Regions from separate parts of the Mus musculus genome. Here region 1 is linked to region 2. The links are chromatin contacts, called in public Hi-C maps. All regions are on one chromosome and are shown on one strand. Each heading gives the region's core, a stretch centred on a gene start, on an enhancer-like site or on the middle of the called end of the contact. The rest is flanking DNA. Distances are from core to core; before and after follow the strand shown. Region 1 overlaps Fyb (FYN binding protein). Region 2 overlaps C9 (complement component 9).

Region 1 (3,364 bases), core at 355-2,854, 110 kb before region 2:
AATTCCCGCAGTGGACAAAGTTATGATTTATAAAGAATAGAGCGTGCCCACTACATCAGTGGCTGTCTAGGACAGTGGGCAATTCCTTTTGTGTAAAAGATGCAGAGGCATGGAGCGAAGCAGGGGACAGATCAGTTTACTTCAAATGCTGTGTCCCTTGTGTCAGAGCTCACCCTGCCCCCACCCCCACAGTTGTATGTTCACACTTGTCTTAGGAGAATCTTAAGTTGTTTCAACATCTTTCCTAAGAACAGTCACATAGGGAGATATGCTGCCGCTTCTGATATTGGCGCCATTCTCATAGGCAAATCTAGAGTTTTAACTCAACTAAATATCTCAGAACCCACAGCTCCCATCACCACAGCTAGTCTTCACCTGATGCCAGTTATCACGAGGGGCATAACATTAGATACACCAGTCTTCACCATGGTAAACAGTATTTGCTTCTCAGAACAATCCCAAATTATGGGGAAGGAAACACAGATTGTATGCAACGTTAGAGTTTTTCAGAAATGAGGCTTGCTGTTAAAGTTAAAAGTAAAACTAAGAGGAGCAACACAGCTTCCTGATTTTCTATTTCAAGATGTCTCTCCTGTTATAGTCTTTCTGTTTGCCTTCTCAAGCCCATTTTAACCTAGGTTGCTGAAGGAACAACACATGGGTGAAACCAGGAACAGGTTTCACCTCAAGAGGCAGGCATCGGATCTGAAAGGCAAGAGGCTCCCCTAATTCCAAAGTATCTATCTGCACATATGTACATAGCACTTCTGACTTGAAAGATAGAGTCTACCTCTAAACCTTTGGTCCAGACAATAGAGGAATGTAGCTATTTGATGGCTACTGTAATTTCCAGGCAGTCTGGATGCATACTTACACTTTTCAGCCCATTTTGAATTTAGCAACATTACACCAGGCCCTGAAGGCCGAGGCTCGACACCTGCCTAGTCTTCTGTGGGCTGTGGCTAACCTAGCTAAGTTGTTGCTACATGTTTACTATGTGCTCGGCTCACGCAGGGAGGCTTCTCTTTCCTTAGGGGAACTCACAAGCCTAGGAGGTCTGTAGCCTACCATCTTCTCAAGAACAGAGAGTTAGTTCAGAGAGACTCCTTGGTGGAAGTCTAACTCAACTTGCTCCTTTTGAAAATGAGAAGGTGATTGAAGAAGTTACTTGGTCCAATATCTTCTGAAATTGATATGATTCGGCCCAGAATGGAATCTCTCTTGATGTTAAACCCAATTGCATTTTCCAGTTTGACTGCAGTAGGCTGATTAGATCCTGTCTGGCTGATCATTTTCAATTACAGATTGTAATATTATACATATTACGGATCGCTATAGAATTAGGGCATCCTTTAGGAAGAAACTTTTAATTTTCCGCCCAGCGAGTTTACAAACTTTACACTTGCTTGACTTCATGTTTTGAATGTGAACTGTGATATTTGATAGAATTCAATTTCGAACTTCAAATCTGGAATATTCTTCAGTGTGAGCTTGGTGATCTTGAGCTTGGCAGAGCGTGTGCACACGCCTTACCACATCAAGTGATCAGCAACCCTGCAGAGTTCTCAGAGACTGCAACAATGGCCACTTCCTACTTTACTCTGTGACATATTTCTGAAAAGTCGTTCTTAGCTTCCCCATCTCAAGCACACTCGAGATTAACAACAGAGAATACAAGCTCCTTTTACTTCCTTTTACGTTTCCACTCTGATCAGTCAGAGGGCTCTCCTAGCAAATGCAAGTCACTTGTCCCTGCTGAACTTGAACTGTAACCATTATCCACCAGTCTGTTTTTTCTCACCTGTTACTAACCCTAGGGTTAGTTCTGAGGGAGACTGGTCCCACTGAGGTAATTTTTAGAGAGGGAGACAAAAACAAAATAATCAAACTAACAAACAAAGAAACTGAACCAAAATAGAAACATTCTATAAGAATTGTGATTGGGAAATCCCTGCAGACTGTCCTCTCACTCTGATCCTTCTAGGTCTCAGTTCAGTCACGGTTTTGGTTTTCTGAGATGAGGTCTCCTATATTCTAGGTATTCTGGATTTGCGTTGTAGCCCAGGCTAGCACTGACCCCACAAGACCTGCCTGCTTTAGGCTTCCATAGGTATGCACCACCACACTGGATCCCTCAGTTGTGTCTTTATAATAAAAAGACAATCTTAGCTTATCCTGGGGCTTTCCAAATATGTTTTACTTATAGAACTTTTTTTTTTTTGCACAAAATCTTTCAAAAACTTGTTTTACTTTTGTGTGTGGGTGTTTTGACTGCATGTACGTATGCACACTGCATGCATGTCAGATGCCTGTGGAAGTCAGGAGAGGCCATAGACTCCTCGGGAACTGCAGTTACTATTGGTTAGGAGCCACCAGGTTTCCTAAGAATCAAACCTAGATCCTCTGCAATAGCACGTGCTCTAAATTGTTGAGCTCTGTCTTTAGCCCCTTCTGCAAAAATCCTAATTCTGAGATAAGGACTAATGTTGAGTGTATATTACATGTCTTACAGCATCTTAATAACTTATAGAGATGGGGTTTTTAAAGGAGCAGGTATTGCAATATAAACCTAGACTCCACCCAAAGGCCTGGGGTGTAGTCTGAGTGCTGCTTTTGACTCAGTCATTGGTTGGATAAATCACATGATCTTCCAGCCTTGGTATTTGCTGCAAAGTAGAGAGAATCAGAATCGTCTGTGGCACAAAAGAACTCACTTGAGATGCACTCACAGGTAAGTGGATATAGCCCAGAAACCTAGAATACCCAAGATACAACTTCCAAAACACAAGAAAATCAAGAAGGAAGTCCAATGTGTGGATACTTCATTCCTTCTTAGAACAGGGAACAAAATACCCATGGAAGGAGTTACAGAGAAAAAGTTTGGAGCTGAGACAAAAGGATGGACCATCTAGAGAGTGCCTACCCGGGGATCCATCCCATAATCAGCCACCAAATGCAGACACTATTGCATATGCCAACAAGATTTTGCTGAAAGGACCTAATATAGCTGTCTCTTGTGAGGCTATGCCAGAGCCTGGCAAATATAGAAGTGGATGCTTACAGTAATCTATTGGATGGAACAAAGGGCCCCCAATGGAGGAGCTAGAGAAAGTACCCAAGGAGTTGAAGGGGTCTGCAACCCTATAGGTGGAACAACAATATGAACTAACCAGTAACCCCAGAGCTCGTGTCTCTAGCTGCATATATAGTAGAAGATGGCCCAGTCGGCCATCATTGGGAAGAGAGGCCACTTGGTCTTGCAAACTTTATATGCCTCAATACAGGGGAACGCCAGGGCCAAGAAATGAGAATGGGTGAGTAGGGGAGCAGGGCAGTGGGGAGGGTATAGGGGACTTTCGGGATA
Region 2 (3,182 bases), core at 462-2,961:
TAACAATTTCTCCTTTTCAAAATGTTCTCTGTAAGAAGATATACTCACAAAGTTGTGCTTAGGACAATACAGCTGCCATTTCTCTAGGTAGGATATTGATGTGAATTAAGTAGGCTTTCAATTTATGAAGGAGGAAACTTAAACAACTAGAGTGGACAGAATCTTTACTAATCTGAAGATCTGAATTGTAAACAGGATATACTACATGTTGGGCCTAGCCAGAAGCATTGTGTTAACTGAGGTGATGAGTGTCTTCGAATATTCTAGTAAATACAGTGGGGACATTTCAGCAGAGCCTTTATTCCTGCAGATGTGAATTGACAGCTCTAAAACATGCTGCACTGTTTACCAGAGACCAGCCTTGGATCCCTTTGTAAAGGACAGACTGAACTTGGTTTACAGAGCTGAGAGGACAAGCCTGCTTGACGTCATCTGCTGGGTCTTCGATTCTTTTCCTACTTAAAATCTTCTGGCTAAAATTTTATTTACTGAATCAATAATAGTGGGTTTGAATACAATTTATATTTAACAAATGGGCTTCTTTTGATCTTATTTTCTTATACAAGCCAATTTTTTCATTTTCATTTGTCTAATTGGGGGGGGGAGTACCTTTTTTGTTGATGTTGTTCTAGCTTAACTCATGGGGTCATGCTTACATCATCAGTCTACCTATCTATCTATCTATCTATCTATCTATCTATCTATCTATCTATCTATCTATCCATCAATCTCTCCATCCATCCATCTTCTTTCCCTTCTTTCTTTTTCCTCCCTCCCTCCCTCCCTTCTTCCCTCCCTTCTTTTCTTCCTTCCTTCCTTCCTTCCTTCCTTCCTTCCTTCCTTCCTCTTCCTCCCACCTTTATTTTCAATTTTAAGACAGAGTTTCTCTAAGGTGACTAGGCAGATCTTGACCTTGAAGTCCTCCTACTTTAGCCTCCCAAACTTGTGTGAAGTTATGTGTGCACCTCTACTGAAGGCTTCAGGTCTATAACCAAAATGCAGAAATTGATTGCAATTTTCAGTTTCTGAGTTCTTCCTTCCTGTAAGTGAAATAGTTTGAGTGGCTCTAATTAACTCTTTAAAGGCAATAAAATAGAGCAAGGAAGTAAAATTCTTCAAAAACTAGTATTATCAAAAATGTCAGCATTTGTTAAATATAATAAAACTGACATTGTGAATAAAGATAAATTGGACTGGAAAGAAGAAATCATAAGGCACAGGGAAAGTTGAAAGCTACAAAAGTGAGTAAAAAACTGCTTTCTAACAATACCGGTGTGGGGGAAACATTTTTTAGTAAGTGGAAAGATGCAGCCAAACAGCATCAGTAATTACGTCTTTACAATGGTAACATGTCATTCCCCTCCCTTCAAGAGGAAGAAGGTTGCAGACTCAGGATTCCCTAGATTGAATATTATTACAATTATAGAAAAAAAAGGAGATAGCTCTGGGGATTCACATCTATATTCCTAGCACTTGGGAGGTTAAGGTAGGATTTCTGAGAGTTCAAGGCAAGCCAGGCACAGAGTCAGACCCAGCTTGATAAAACAGAATCAAAACAAAAAAAGAAATCAGAAAAGAAGCATGTTTGTAATTTCAGCCCCTCAAGAAGGCAGGAGGATCACTGAAGTTGGACAATAAGAAAGAGAGAGGGAGGGGATTGGTTCTCTGACCACAAGAATGATTCATCTTTGGTTTTATGTTTGTCAGAGTGTTATGAGCATCCATTTCATGACTCTTAGATGAGTCATGATGCCTGGGTGGAGATGATACATGATACCCAGGGAAGACAAGAGAGTCAAAAGTTGACCGAAGAGAACTATCCATTCTTGGTGACTGTCTTGTGCCCACCTGTGCTATAGACTCTGAACAATTATAATAAGTCCTCAATAATACTTGGAGCGCTGTAGAATTTAGTGTTGTAGAAGTCAGAAATGGCTCCCATCCAGGGAGTGGCAGATAGCAGCAGGAATTTATTCAGGTTGTCTGACACTAGCCCCTGCTTTTTTTTTTTTTTTTTTTTTTCCTGTTCTTTCCACAGAAGCCACATGAGGGCATCTGAATATGGACACCTCTGTCTTACAAAGGCAACAGTTGTCTGAACTTATTGGGATGTGTAGTAAGAAAATGACAGGATCTTCTGTCTTAAGGGGGAACAAAATATTTATGGGAGGAAATATGGAGACAAAGTGTGGAGCAGAGACTGAAGGAAAGGCCATTCAGAGATGTCCCACCTGGAGATCCATCCCATATACAGCCACCAAGCCCAGACACTATTGTGGATGCCAACAAGTGCTTGCTGACAGGAGCCTGATATAACTGTCTCCTGAGAGGCTCTGCCAGAGCCTGACAAATACAGAGGCAGATGCTCGAAGTCAACCATTGAACTGAGCACCGGTTCCCCAGTGAAGGATTTAGAGAAAGGACTGAAGGAGCTGAAGGGGTTTGCAACCCCCAGGAAAAACAACAATATCAACCAACCAGAACCCCCAGAGCTCCCAGGGATTAAAGCACTAACCAAAGAGTTCACATGGAGGAACCCATGGCTCCAGCTGCATGTGTAACAGAGGATGGCCTTGTCTGTCATCAGTATGAGGAGAGGCCTTTGGTCCTGTGAAGGCTTGATGCCTCAGTGTAGGGGAATGCCAGGGCAGGGAAGTGGGAGTGGGTGGGTGGGTGAGTGGGGAGCACCCTCATAGGAGCAGCTGGAGGGGGGACGGGATAGGGGGTTTCCAGTAGGAAACCTGGAAAGGGGATAACATTTGAAATGTAAATAAAGAAAATATTAAAAAAAAAAAAGTAACAAGTAACATTCCTTACTCTTTGACTGATGAGAGCTGGAGCGTTTGCCAGGGACGAGGCCCAGTTGGCGAAGTCAGTCTTATCAAATGTCTTGTCTCCTCTGAGAATCTTCTCTTTCAGGAGAATTGCTTGCTCCCTAGTCCCTCCTCTTATGAATGAAATGACATCATCTATGATGTTATCGCGGGTGATGTTTACTAGAAGAGCAAGGAGAACTTGAAGAAGGAAGCATTTGCAACTATGTGCTCTGTTATTTGGATAGCATTTGATAAATGTGTATTAATTTTTTTAGGATAGCTTATTGTAAATATTTAACTGTAAACAATACTCACATAAATCTCCCCTCCATAATCTAGGAGGGCATTTTTCCCTCAGTAGTCAAT

What was found. A called contact is a pair of places that touch in the nucleus more often than the background predicts.
Region 1: a contact with region 2 is called in a Hi-C map of bone marrow-derived macrophages, with 41 read pairs. The contact joins two enhancer-like sites. A contact is called at or near these places in 5 of 484 Hi-C or Micro-C datasets (the C3H10T1/2 cell line, bone marrow-derived macrophages, granulocyte-monocyte progenitors and 1 more), 2 of 115 datasets of contacts at active chromatin or transcription factors (CD8 T cells and bone marrow-derived macrophages) and 3 of 9 other capture datasets (adipose tissue, liver and pancreatic islet).

What each region holds. Positions count from the first base shown.
Region 1 is chr15:6,599,786-6,603,149 of GRCm38.p6, reverse strand. All of the region lies in intron 1 of Fyb (FYN binding protein), which reads right to left. Among named protein-coding and RNA genes, the nearest start is that of Fyb, 22 kb to the right of the region's middle. Within about 2 kb of position 1,604, at least 93 of the 459 cell types and tissues checked have an H3K27ac peak or open chromatin away from gene starts, as enhancers often do. A contact at or near this core is called in CD8 T cells and bone marrow-derived macrophages, where this site is marked.
Region 2 is chr15:6,491,175-6,494,356 of GRCm38.p6, reverse strand. It overlaps C9 (complement component 9), which reads right to left. Exons shown (of 11, transcript NM_013485.3): 9 at 2,818-2,996. Among named protein-coding and RNA genes, the nearest start is that of C9, 47 kb to the right of the region's middle. Within about 2 kb of position 1,711, at least 49 of the 459 cell types and tissues checked have an H3K27ac peak or open chromatin away from gene starts, as enhancers often do. A contact at or near this core is called in CD8 T cells and bone marrow-derived macrophages, where this site is marked.